2 separate regions of the Macaca mulatta genome follow, and region 2 is linked to region 1. The links are chromatin contacts, called in public Hi-C maps. All regions are on one chromosome and are shown on one strand. The core of a region is the stretch at or near the end of the contact, and the rest is flanking DNA. Distances in the headings are between cores, read along the strand shown. Region 1 holds the start of CDKN2C (cyclin dependent kinase inhibitor 2C). Region 2 holds the start of DMRTA2 (DMRT like family A2).

Region 1 (6,974 bases), core at 4,398-6,897:
TCTATTTTTTCTTAAATAAGTGTTTTAAGTTTGTTGCCATCAAAAATAAATGTATTTAGTAATTTGTGGTTGAAGGTGTCAGATGATGAGGTCTTTTTGCACTTAGAGAATGTAAATTTTACTGCAAAATTAAAAGGATTAATCTTTTCTTTCTATATTCTTTTATACTATCATGGAAGATAAATTATTGAAAACCACTTGCCTGCCACCCAGCCATTCCAATCCTTGTTAGGTCAGGCATCAGAACCATGTCCTTCAATAAACCTTGAGGCATTTTGTTCTTTTTGGAGTTAGGGCAGAGAGCTTATGAAGTAGGAGGGAACTTTCACATAAAACATCTTTGATCATGTGGGAGATGATGAACAAAGTATGTATGGATTTGTAAATGATAACTATTGAAATACATTGTTGAAAAGTGTAAATTAAAATGACTGAGTAGTAGATGCTGGAAAATTGTCTTGGAAGTTTAATATTTCTACTTCCTTAAAAAATTTTTTAAGGTAAATGTACGCCTAAAAATATTGTAAACTCTTTTATAAAAAGTTTTGTGGAAATTAAGTACCATTTGTGGGAGTGGCTCATTTATTATTTTAAAAGTTTCTACATTTATTTTTCTGCAGATCCTAAAATAGTTATGACCTTTATATATAATTTATACATTTGTCTCGCTGTTTTTCATTCCCTAAAATTTGATATTTGCACTTTAATACTTAAACATTTTGTAATTTTACATTTCTTACACTCAGGGAGAAAAAGTCTACATTACACTTAGTGTATTTATGATATAATTTTGGGAAATGTATTATTTAACCATTTGCTTCATTTTGTGATTAAAAACCCATTAGTGGTAAGCACTTTTAAGGTGGCATTTTCTTTTAAAACTTTAGAACTAAAATATGTTTTCAGATTGCTACTTCTGAACTCTGTCCTGCAACTACTTGACTTAATGTCGAGAAAAAGGGAAGATTGGACATTAAGGAAAATTCACACTAAAATTTCAGGCTTAATCTTCAAAAAAAAAAAGTTGTCCTTGTTTTGTTTTAAAGCAGAAATACTAGGCACCAAGGTGGAATGGACATGGGTAAAGGATGAAAACAATAACTGAATCATCAAGAGAGTGTGTCTAGTTTTCCAGTTGGTCTACCTTTTCTAGTGTAAAGACTTAAGACATCAATAACTTTTAGTACAGTTCTCCTTAACAAGTGACAAGTTGTGTACGGGTTCTAGAGGTAGGAAAATCACAGAAAAATGTTGTCCTGTTTTGAAAGTGTTTTAATTAGGCAAAAGAAGCATCAGGACAAACCATTTTAAAAACAAAGTCTTCAAGTTGGATGTTGAAATTGGTAAAAGGGGAAGCAAGGGAAAAGCCAAGTAAAGATAAAATATTCAGAAGAAAGTCAAAGCTATTTGCAATTACATGTTAGAACAGATTTTGCAGGTGAAAAAAATGTTGCTTAAATATATTCATAAACCTGTTATAAGATTTTCACTTATGCTGTTTCAGAAAATTTAGCTGCTTAAAATATGACAGAACTGTATTTTAACAAATGACTTAATTAAAAGTCAGGAGAGCTACCCAGTTAATTGATAAAGTAGAGGCAACGTGGGGGAGCCCTCCCCACATTTATTGAAGATTTGTGGCTCCCCCAGCCCCATTTGCCTGCATCAGGCTAACAACCTCGTTCCTCCCATAGAGCCTGGCCAAATCACAGGCGGTGTCCCCCTTATGGTTCCGATGCCCCACATTGCTGGCCGTGTGCTTCACCAGGAACTCCACCACCCGGAGGTGGCCTTCTTTGGCAGCCAAGTGCAAGGGCAGGTTCCCTTCATTATCCTCGATGTTAACATCAGCTTGAAACTCCAGCAAAGTCTGTAAAGTGTCCAGGAAACCTGCTCTGGCCGCATCATGAATGACAGCGAAACCAGTTCGGTCTTTCAAATCGGGATTAGCACCTCTAAGTAGTAGTCTCCTGGCAATCTCGGGATTTCCAAGTTTCATAACCTGGAAAAGAAGTAGAAATGGTAGAATCCTTCAAGTGCTCATGCTACAGAAATATAAAATATCTGCCTGTCCATCCATTTATTTAACTATTTATTTTTGATGGAGTACTTGCGGAAGACCCATAGCATGGGGCTTAAAGGGGTCAAATGCAGAAAAGTGCTCGTAGGTGAAAGTAGAAGTTGAGCTTCTAAAAATTGAGCTTCTATGATGGAACGTCTTAAATGGGTCCAAAAGTAGGATAAATTGATCAATAAGATAGAATTTGTGCAACATGTATAGCATTTGCTAACAACTCAGTTCTCTATGTTCCATGAAGAGTTGTGTAATTTCATGAATTTATTAAAATAAAAGAAATGGAATTTGGGATTTAAATAAGAGTCTCTTTCTGTTTGATTGTTCATGCTCATAAAAGGTGCCTGTGGTATTAATTCTAGAAAATCATATGTGGTTAAACTTTATTTTCTAAATAGCTACTGCAAACAAAAAAGGATGTTGAGTTTCTTTAAACCAACTCCATCAGCGAGTGTAAAAATGATGTCTTAAAAATTCAGGCCTGATATTTTCTTAAATGATCAATTTTTACAAGTTCCCTCCAAACAGATATAGTTCCAAATTTCCAAGCATTTCTTTAAAAATGTTACTAAATAACTTGCAAATAAATTGCAAGTTATTTAGTATTGGCTACTAGGTGTATTCAATGCCTAGAATCCTTCATTTTAAGTTACAAAACATTACTGATTATTAAGGTGTTAAATAAGCCACAGTGTTCTAAATTGTTTATGGTATCAATTTATATAAAACTAAGTTCCTGATATGCCTTGTATCACAGTAGGAAATTGTTGTATGACAACTGTTCTTGAAAATAATGAAATAGTCACCCTATTACATTATATGCTGTTTCTCAAAGTTCTGACAAGCCTCCTGATTTTCAAGTGAGCAAAAGAAGAAAAAATAAGATATTTAATGGGTGTTTTGGGACACGGACAGCCTTGTGCCTTGTCTTGTGGTTTGAGCTAATTTAATAATCAACTGGTGATCCTGTGTTAGTTCCTTTTTCAGTTACTATCAAGCATTTAAAGAATAGCTATTTGTAAACTGCCAACATTTTAAAAGTCAGAATGTGGTATTACCACTTGCTATCAACATACAAATAATTCACATAACGAAGATTATTTACTATTGTTTGAATATGTTTCACTCTATCAGTGGTCTGTTATAAAATATCTTGTAGAACATCATGCAAACATAAAATACATATAATTTAGTTGTGAAAAAATATTACTTTCATTAACATGCCACATATTTTCAGCATTTACACTGGTTTATTTATATTTAGGTATATTATAATAATCTAAATTATAATAAATATCTTATATAATAGACACTCAATGTTTATGAAATTAAATGCTAATGGAAAATACAAAGTCGATCTATCTTTTTTAAATGTTTAAAAAATCTAATCACATATTAAATAATAAAATATATTTAGAATGAGTAATATTTTGTAAATGCAAACTATATAGATGGACAAGATATTAAGCTCCCCTGTTGATAAAACTCTGTTGACTTTTAGCTCTTCCTTTGGAGCAGTGGTAAACAGTGATACATAATTTATATTTCAAGAACTTCAATGAAACATACTTTTGGTTATTAAAAATTGATACCACCACAACTGTCTCTAAAGATTTAGTCATATTTAAGGACCTGCAATGAGAAAAATAAGAGACAGATATCTTGGATCTTTGTAAAGCAAACATACGATTAAGGCCTTTGATATTAACCTGATAGAAAAATATACACTAGGAAGGTGGAAAAGGCTTTTGAAATTGAGTTAAATAAACATAATTGTAGAATAAAATTCACCTTTTTTCACAGAAAATAATAGTAATATTGGAAATGGTTTTGAAGAAAGTTATTTCTTGACTTATGACACAACTTCAGAGTTAGGATTATACATAATGAAAATAAGCCTTGAAACTCCAGTTTCTGTGTGTTTCGTTATATGTACAAGGACTAAGCCACAATAAGTGGGTGTTAGTATCTTGATAAGTATGTTTAATATAAACAAGATTGCAAAGTTGTATTAAAAATGTTTGTCAAAACTTTTTAAAAGAATATTATTAATTTCCCAGTCTTTCTGTTCGTCAAAAATCCTGTAAAATCTTATTATGAACATGGGTTAAGTAGCTCATTCTTTGTGAAGTTTATATAATCTTTTGAGTTTTCAAAAGGAAGCTTTTCAATATATTAAATTTGTTACTTTGCTATCATCACTAAACCTGTTCAAAACTACTAGGTAGAAAAAGAAAAAAAATCATTACTTAATGTAGCAGAAATAACAAGATAAATAATTTAGTATCTGTGCATAAACTTCCTTAATACTGAAATTTTTGCAAGGCCAGTGTATTCTGATTGAAAACGTACAGACTACATGGACTTTGTTTGTTACTAGTATATCTCCTGGCACTTAAATTTTTAATTCTTGTAACCGAAACAAAGCCCTCTAAAAACCCTCTCCCCAATGGGTTTTCAAAAACAGCTTCAAGTGTTGCATTTCCAAATAAGAATAGCTCATAAGAATATCATCAGAACTCTGATAAATTAACTATTTTAAACTATTTTGTCATTTTTCTGTTTCTAAGCCTTTCACCTAAATTACATGATAACATTCAGAAGAAGAAAAAAATTATCAGGTACAATACTTGGCAGCTGGACATGTGTCAATCGTTGCCTGTAAATCTAATTACTGAAAATTAGAGCACACCACGGCATAATCGTAGAGACAAAGACACTGCAGCTGAGCTCTGATTAGAAAATTCAACTTTTTATTCCTCCCGACTCCTGAATGAGTGGATGGTATTACATTAACTGTGAAATGTACATCCTGTCCCGGTGCCCAGGCCACCCATTCCAAACGAGGAAAAGTCGTTTGTCAAAACTTGGAGCATTTGAAGGAAAAACACCCTCACCAGTAGTCAAGAAAATTAACGTTAAAGTCTATTACTGGGGGCAAAGTACGTGAAACCACTAATAGCAGTGTATTTCAAATAATAATCATAATAATGTGTTTACAGAGCTGTCTTTAAAAACAAAACAAAACAAACAAACCTCGGCCCTACAATGACTACTCTAAAATCCCCACCGTCACAAAAAGATTCCAAAAACTAAGACCAAATCTGGACCCCACTTGATATCAAGGATGTTATTGGATTTGAGGAGTTTGTTCAAAGTACGTCATTTTGAGAAGTTGCATCCACTTAAAGATATAAAATATGGCAACCAACTAGGTTTAAAAACAGTGAAATTTTATGTCCCTGAAAGCTTAAAAGCTGTAAATCTAGAAAACCGGGTCACGTAGGCAACATTATTGACTTGTTTTCCCCACCTCTCTGAATACCAACCTGCAGTGCGGTCCTTCCAAATCCATTTTGTGCATTGACGTTTACATTATTTTGCAACAAACTAGTAAGTTGCTCTAGGTCCCCCCTGGCAGCTGCGGACGCCAACTCGTTCCCCCAAGGCTCGGCCATTCTTTAGGGTCCTGACGATCAGGAAAAGATGAATTAGTCGTTTTTCTTTTTTCCCTTTCCTTTGCTCCTAACCAGGCTGCATGATGGCATCGGAGACTGACAGAAGGACTGGGATGGTTAATCTGGAGTAGAGCTTGGTAGTAAATACTAGTAAGATCTGCCTGCCAAAAGCCCGCCCCTCGATTCACACGTGATTATTCAGCAAAACTGAGCCATTGGAGAGGGGCTCCTCGCCTCGCTTTTTTAGCTTAACCCCTATGAAGAATTCTGACGACTCCACAGAGACACACACAGACACACATACATTCCTGGGTAATGACTCCGGACGTCAGATGTAGGCAGAGCTGTCACGTACCTACGCTACAGATCTCTGTGAGGAGTGTGTGTGGACACTCAAGGGACTATAGATCGGGGCAGAAAATACCGCGGAAGGAAAGACATTCGGGGGGAAGAAAAGGCATTCACCCACCCTTGTTCACGGTGGTGACTTGAGCCGTGTGAGGCAGAACTGCAGGGGCAGGTCCTCCAGGGGGCTCGGTTTCCATCCGTCTCGCCGAAGGGACAGTCCTGGGTCCTCCGCTGCTGGGAGAGCGCCGCGGTGGCTGGATGCTGACGTGCTCCGGGGGGTTAAAAGATGATCGCCAAAGGCGAACGGGAGTAGCAGTTCCGTGGCCCTCAAGTTACAGGTCGTAACGACTGCCCAGTACTCTGGGCTTCTCCAGAAGAGCGTTTAGTCGCGTCCGGGCCAAGTCGTGGGCTAATGCCGCTCAGGAAAGCTCCAGAGCCCGCCCGCCAGGCAGCCGCAGCCCCGCCGAGCCTCAGAGGCCGTGGGAGCCGGGCTCGGCGCGCGTCTCCGGAGGCTGCCGGGCGTGCGGCGGGCCCCCGAGAAGCCCGTCATGCCGGCCCCGCCAGGTCCCGGGACTCCCGGCAGCCTGAGGAAGGAGGAGAGCGATGCGGGAAGCGTCTACGGGGCCCGGACTGCTGGGGCAGCTCGCGGCAGCATTGCGGCTGTACTGGGCAGACCCCCGGGAACTTCCCGCCTACGACCGAGCTCGTTCAGGCTTTCTGTTGTAGGTACTCATTGAGCTGCTGCCGCCGCTGTCCTTTCCTTCCTTTCCCGGTTTTGTGGGAGCCTCCGGAGATGGGGAGAGTCCTGGGAAACGCAGGCCAAGTTCTGAGTAGGGGGAGTCGCCACAGTTCCAGGGCGCAGCCAGACCCGCCGCCGTCTCGGCGAGCGCTCAGCAGCTTCGGCGCCCGGTGCCACTTCGCCACCTCTCGCGGTCCCCGGCCGCCTGTGCCCCTTTGCTGCGGACAGGGCAGCCGCCAGCCAGCTGTGCCCTGGAGCCGAGCCTGGCAGCACTGCTTCCTCCCTGGCCACACCGCTCCCAGTGACAGTTTCTTTTGTAGCTGATTCCCCCCTAGATCGCCGGTCCCTGCTCCTT
Region 2 (6,488 bases), core at 572-3,071, 540 kb after region 1:
TTGGGCTGTATTAGATGCCAGGATGCTCCTCCTCCCACTCCTTAGAAAATGAAGTTCCTCACGCATCTGTGGGGCCGCCTAGGGTTCCCGAGTCCTCGTGGTTACACCCTTGGCTTCTGAGGAATCCCCCGTCCGGAGTGGGGAAATCTCACGGTGACCTGGCCTCAAGCGCGAAGGATACCTGGGCCACCGCCCCCCCGAAAAGCTAGGCAGATTTATATAGTTTATTTCGTTTTCGGTTTAATATAATTTCCCGAAAACTTTGTCCAAAGGAGCTCTGGGAGAAGGCACCTGACGGCCCCGGCGCGGAATCCGGCGGTGGTCGGCGCTCTTCCCCCAACCTCATGGCTCTCCTCCCCAGGTGCAGCCGGGGCTACTAGACGTACTTGGCCTCGGAACCTCCAGGTGTTGGAAGGTGGGGTCTGGGTCCTGCGCTCCTAGAGGACATATTATCCCTGAAGCACCCCCTTATCCTCGCTTCACGCGGGAGACCCTCGCGGGGGCTGACACCCTTCTCTCTCCTAAACCCATTCACAGACTCCAGCAAGTGGCATTTTCTGGGAGCTAGTGACCAGGTTTTTATCGCTATCATAGACCTTGTTCGTGTCAGAGCGCCCTCGCGCCGGGGCCTGGTGAACTTTCTGGAAGCTCTCCGCCCGGTCCTCGAGCGCATCATCCCCATCCCCTTTTCCCTCCAGCCTCAGCCTCCGGGTGGGCTTCTTCCAAGGCTCTCCCGGGGCGCCAGGTTCTGCGGTCTTCGGGTGGGGGCCCGTTGGTCGCACCTTCTTTCCCCCAACCCCAGCCCTGGGCTCAGAAGCGGATAGACTGACAGGGCGCGGCCCAGTAGTCGTGCCAGGCGGGAGGGCTGCGTCCTGAGGCCGCGACGGCCCCGGCCGAATCTACGCGCCCAGATTCCCGCCGGCCTGGAGGTTCGAAAGAGTAACGCGGAGACGCACGGTCAAGAGTGGACGGAGAATGCCAGGAACGCTCATTTTCCTCATTATTTAAACGAATTTTCTTTACTCTGAAGGAGAGAGAGAAAAGTAGAGAACAAAAACGAGAGTGATAGAACATTAGATATTAGAGGGAAAAACAGAATGAAAAGACAGAGGTAGAGCTACAAGAACCGAGGGCGACCCGCCCGAGGGCCGCGGCATTAATTCCAGATGTTGCCTTTCAAAAAGGAAACAAAATCTGAAACCTGTTACCTCTTCTTCAGAATGAGCTGTTCCTCAGGGCCGTGACATCAGGACAGGATAAGAATAAGGCGAAAGTTAAAACTGAAAACTGTCCGCGGGGGCCTCCCAGCAGTCACTTTGTCTCTTGCGGGGAAGGTCGGACAGACCGATGCGCGTCCTGAGTCTAAAAGAAGCTGCGGAGACACAGAGGCCACTTTTTACTTTCGTTTAGAAAAGAAACAAAAAAAGGAGGGGGGCTGTTTGTTCATTTACAATAAAGACAAAAAGAATCCCATCACCAAGGAAAAGAAACCGAGATGCTGAAAAATGAGGAAAAGAAAGAGCAAAAGGGGCCGAGGGACGCGAAAGAGGGGCAGGGAGAGGAAAGGCTCAGGGCGCGAGGGATGCGGATGCGGCGGGCACCGACAGGAAGCGCAATCTCGTTTCTCTTCGCTGAGCTTCTCTTTAAACACGAAAATCTTCATAAACCACACTTACCCTCCAGGATGACTATCGTATCAGGACTTTCAAAACAAAATAACTGAACTTTAAAGGTGACAGGAGGAAAAAACCAAAGCAGCCCTCAACTACCCCAAACTCGTCCGACTTGGGAGCGCGCCGAAACGTAGCAGGAAGAAGGCAGGAAAAATCGTCCTGGCATTTATGCCTTGAACACCCTCCCTTCCCCACCCCCGCACCCCTGTCCCGCCCCCACCCCGACCGCAGTAATTGAATTGTCACCTGCCCCCCATCCCGCCCCAGGGCTCCAGGGCCACTTGGGAAGCTCAGCTTTGCCAAGCGCCCCCGGCCAGTGAGAGCGGCGCAGCCGAGTCGGCGCCCCAGAAGCCGAGGGGTTACACAAGTCTACGCAGAGAGGCGCACCGGACACGGTAATTAGGAGCAATTCACACGCTCTCGGGCGCACGGAAACTACTTGTCACGAAAGTTTCAACGCTCCTCCTCGCCCACTTTTTTCCACTCCTTTCCTGGCGCACCCCCTCCCCTCCCGGAGCACACAGTGGAGCTTTTGGAGTTTCGAATCTTTCGGACACTGTAGAATGCGGGGCTCCCCGGGCGCGGGCCCGGCCAATCAGAGTGCCGTCTGCCTCCCCTGGCCAATGGCAGGCGCCACATTGTTGTCCAATTCTGTCTAATGGAGCCCTAAGGAGCAACAATAGAGCGGGCGAGCCTCTCATTGAGAGTCTGGCAGTGCGGGGCAACTGGGCCCCGGCTGCGCGCAGCGTCCAGCGCGCTCAGCGAGGGGACTCGGCACTGCGAGAGTCAGGTTGCGGGTTCCAACCAGGCGGCCGGCAGAGGAGCCTCCGACCCGGATCTCTGAAGGAAGGGTTGGACTGCGCTACGTTCTGAGGGGTCCGGAAGTTCAGACATGGTGACTGAAGGAGGGTGACGTGGTCAGATAAGGGGCCGGGGGCAAAGGGAAGAGGCCAAGAGCGCCAGCGTCGCCAGTGGAGCCGGGAGGCGCGTGCAGCGCCAGCGGAGGAGGATCCCGGAACCCAAGGCAGGTAGTTGAGAGCCGCAGGGACAGCAGGGGGTGGCGACCTGGTCTGCGGCCCCTGTTGAGGAGGCCTGGGCCCCGTGGGCTTAGGGACGGCGCGGCCCGAGGGGTCTGGGAGAGGAGGCAACGCTCATAGAGAGGAGGTCTGGGACTCTCGGATGGAGACACAAGGACTCTGTCCCGGGCTCTGGCAGGGACGGGGAACACGGGAAGCAGAGGAGACTGCGGCAGAAGCGGGGAGCTGGGCCTGCTTGGGCCTTGTGGGGCTGCGGCGCGGGTGGGACTCTGGTATCCGTTTATGGCCAGTTGCGAAGGCGACTTCTCTGGCTTGGTGCGGCCCGCTGGGCCATCCGCGTCCTAGGACCCCAACTCTGAGATCAGGACGCAGGAGCCTGCGCTCGATCGGGGTCCCCTGGGACCCCAAGACGGGGAGGGTGTGTCTGACGACTCTGTTCCTAAACCCGGAGGGGAGGGGAGGGCAGTGTGAGGTGGTGTTCGAGAAAGATCCCCCTCCCGAAATGCCTAACTTTCCGCAGGATACGTCTTCCGCCCCGACTACTACTCCAGACTGCGAAGCTAAAAAATTGCACCGCAGGTTTTACCCAATCCTCTCCCCCAGCCTTTGCCTGTGGAGTTTTTTACTTACACATTCCCCTCTCCTGGGCGCGGACCCTGGATCCCGGACACCCAGATCAGCTGCTTTTCGCTGTTTTCCTTGCCCATGAAGCTCATCTTTGGGCTGGGTTTGCCTATACAGAAAGTTTCTTTGGCCGAATTTTTCTCTTTAATACTTCCCAGTCCTAAACTAAACTCCACACACATTTTCTCTCCCCCTCTCTGGAGGCCCGCACCGTGGAACTTTTGGGGCTCACATTTTTACCGGTCCCAGAGCCACTGGGCCTAACTTTGCACGAATTGTTTCTTCGCCCCCATTCTACTTCCTAAAGCTATTCTTTCTGTTGCTGATTTTTCTCTCCAAAGCTTCTGCCCCCACCTGCATTAAAAATAAACAAACAAAAAGAAACAAAACTCGGGCCCAACCAGCTCAACTCTGCTCCTTCACATCTCTCTCCTCTTCACCCTTCCGCCAGACTGGCCGTTTTGCTCCGGATTTTCCTGTTTTGCCCTTGGCATCGGCCTAAGTTCTGGGCCAAAACTGTGGCTCTAATCCCAGTCCTGTCAAACGAACATTTTTCTCACCCGTCTCACCTCAATTAGGCTAAGCTTTAGGGTATCATCTTAACTTTTCCAAATCCTCATTACAACCACCTGAATCAGTGACTTTCACACTTTACATGTCTCTTTATTTTTTCCAGCAGAATTACTGATTCAGACAAAATCTTAACCCCAGCGTGTAAATCAGGTCTAAGAGCAGCAGTGGCTGGACTGGGGTGAAGGCGCTAGGGCTCACAAGGAGGTTCCGACTGTACCTCCTCCCAGCAATTCTGGCCCCGCTAGCCCAGCCTCCGTGGCCCAAATATCCCTCTCCAACTTGGGTTCCTCAAGGCTGCGCTTTGGCCTAGTGCGCGGTGTGCTCCTCACCCGGTCTCTCCCCTCTCCCACCTTCTTTCCGGTCAGGTCCTGTCATGGAGCTGCGCTCGGAGCTGCCCAGCGTGCCCGGCGCGGCGACGGCAGCGGCGGCTACAGCGACTGGGCCGCCCGTGGCGTCGGTGGCGTCGGTGGCGGCCGCCGCGGCAGCCGCCGCATCGCTACCGGTAAGCGTGGCAGGCGGCTTGCTGCGGGGGCCGCCACTGTTGCTGCGGGCAGCCGAGAAGTACCCGCGGACCCCCAAGTGCGCGCGCTGTCGCAACCATGGCGTGGTGTCTGCACTCAAGGGCCACAAACGCTACTGTCGCTGGAAGGACTGCCTGTGCGCCAAGTGCACGCTCATCGCGGAGCGCCAGCGTGTCATGGCGGCGCAGGTGGCGCTGCGCAGGCAGCAGGCGCAGGAGGAGAACGAGGCGCGCGAGCTGCAGCTGCTCTACGGTACTGCCGAGGGGCTGGCGCTGGCCGCAGCCAACGGCATCATCCCCCCGAGGCCCGCCTACGAGGTCTTCGGTTCAGTGTGCGCCGCCGACGGCGGGGGACCCGGAGCGGGAGCGCCCGCGGGGACCGGAGGCGGAGCAGCTGGCGCAGGCGGTTCAGGTGAGAGCGCGGCCAGGCCGCAGGTAGGGGCAGCAGGATCGTAGCTCTGGGGCGCCTGGCCCAGGGGCTTGTCTCCGTTCGGAAAGAGTAGAAACCCCGTGTCCAGTCGCCCCGACTGCTAGGATTCACCGCTCGCCCAGCCTCGGGTATGGAGCGTGGATACAGAAACTCTCCTTCCTCCCGCTTCTGTAGCATTTGCACTTTACCCCTTTCTCCTGCAGCCGGCCCAAACGGACACGCTTTAATTTTTTCACTCGCCTCTACCCAAAGGCAGGCAGGTCCCTGCTTCTTTGCTTCGTCTTCTACCCAGGTGGAAACCTGCGCATCTTCCTTCCCTCCGTGCTTCTCCACAGGCCCTTTCCCTCTGCTCCTTCCCAACTCTCTTAAGGAATCCCTCCCCTCTTTTAACTGACACCCGCCCCATTGCTTTCCCTAGGAAGTGAGACGCCCTAGTTTCTTTTCCCCTTCTCGCATTCCTAATGCTCTGGACAACCGCTTGCTGCGCCCTCCCTCCTTCTAGCTTCTGCCGCACCCTCCCTGGTTTCTCAGGTCTTTTTTCCTATATCTTTTCCTCTTCGCTTCCTACACCCTGCCTAGCCCCACCCTCTTTTTCTGGACCCCCGTGGCTTTTTGTGGGGAGGAAAGAAATTAGACCAGGGCCATTGAGGGAAAGGAAGGATCCGCTCTAAACTTGGGAGGGAAGAACTTCTTAGGTCTCAATTTTGGAAAGGGTGGATTAGAAATAGGGGCTCTACTTCTGCCTGTAGAGAAGGTTGGGACCTCCTAGATAACCAAGGCGCTTTTCCTTACAGGCTGCACTGCCAGGGCAGGCATCTTCTGTACAGTGGGCTCTTCTGTACAGCGTGGTATAGGCAGAAGTTATGTTGTCTCTTGTTTGAACCCTGGACCTGGCCATTTCTCCAGGGCAGGGCAGGCCTGGAAAGGAAGTTAAAGGTGGATGTGTTGGGGCACAGATGTGGGGGAAAGCAGCACTGAATATCGAGTTTACAGGGCACAGGTAGTTGGGGTTCTGAGGAGTACAGAAAGAGAGGGAGCCCTGGGGTCAGGGAAAGAGAGACAAGGCTGTAGGGGCTCAGAGCGGAAGGAATGCTAGAGCAAAAAGAAAGGGGAGCACTGGAGCCTAGTGAATAAGGGCTGTGGGGCTGAGGGAGAGGAAACTGAGATCCAAAGGGCCGAGGTGCTGTGACTGCTGTCTTCTAGCTAACCGCTCCTCACGACACGTTTTCTCCCCTCCCAGAGGCCAAGTTGCAGAAGTTTGACCTGTTTCCCAAGACGCTGCTTCAGGCAGGTCGCCCGGGCAGCCCGCAGCCGCCGCCGGTGAAGCCCTTATCACCCGACGGCGCAGACTCGGGGCCTGGGACGTCGTCCCCAGAGGTGCGGCCCGGCTCAGGCTCGGAGAACGGTGATGGCGAGTCCTTTTCGGGTTCGCCCCTAGCTCGGGCCTCCAAAGAGGCAGGTGGCAGCTGCCCAGGCAGCGCCGGTCCTGGTGGCGGTGGCGGCGAGGAGGACAGCCCGGGCTCCGCTAGCCCTCTGGGCTCTGAATCCGGTTCAGAGGCTGACAAAGAAGAGGGTGAGGCCGCGCCGGCGCCGGGGCTGGGCGGAGGCTCGGGTCCACGGCAGCGGACGCC

What was found. Hi-C and Micro-C count contacts between places; a contact is called where the count stands out from the background.
Region 2: a contact with region 1 is called in a Hi-C map of cortical neurons, with 8 times the contacts expected there. The contact joins the promoter of DMRTA2 here to the promoter of CDKN2C in region 1. A contact is called at or near these places in 3 of 14 Hi-C or Micro-C datasets (cortical neurons, fetal cortex germinal zone and fetal cortical plate).

What each region holds. Positions count from the first base shown.
Region 1 is chr1:189,691,425-189,698,398 of T2T-MMU8v2.0, forward strand. CDKN2C (cyclin dependent kinase inhibitor 2C) reads right to left here and starts at 5,648. Exons shown (of 2, transcript NM_001266314.1): 1 at 5,404-5,648; 2 at 1,255-2,002. The coding sequence starts at 5,532. The coding sequence ends at 1,625.
Region 2 is chr1:190,232,472-190,238,959 of T2T-MMU8v2.0, forward strand. It overlaps DMRTA2 (DMRT like family A2), which reads left to right and starts at 1,822. Exons shown (of 3, transcript XM_077957725.1): 1 at 1,822-2,697; 2 at 4,273-4,839; 3 at 6,098-6,488. The coding sequence starts at 4,281. LOC106998526 (a long non-coding RNA gene) reads right to left here and starts at 1,803. Exons shown (of 4, transcript XR_013402217.1): 1 at 1,677-1,803; 2 at 1,209-1,372; 3 at 1-1,024.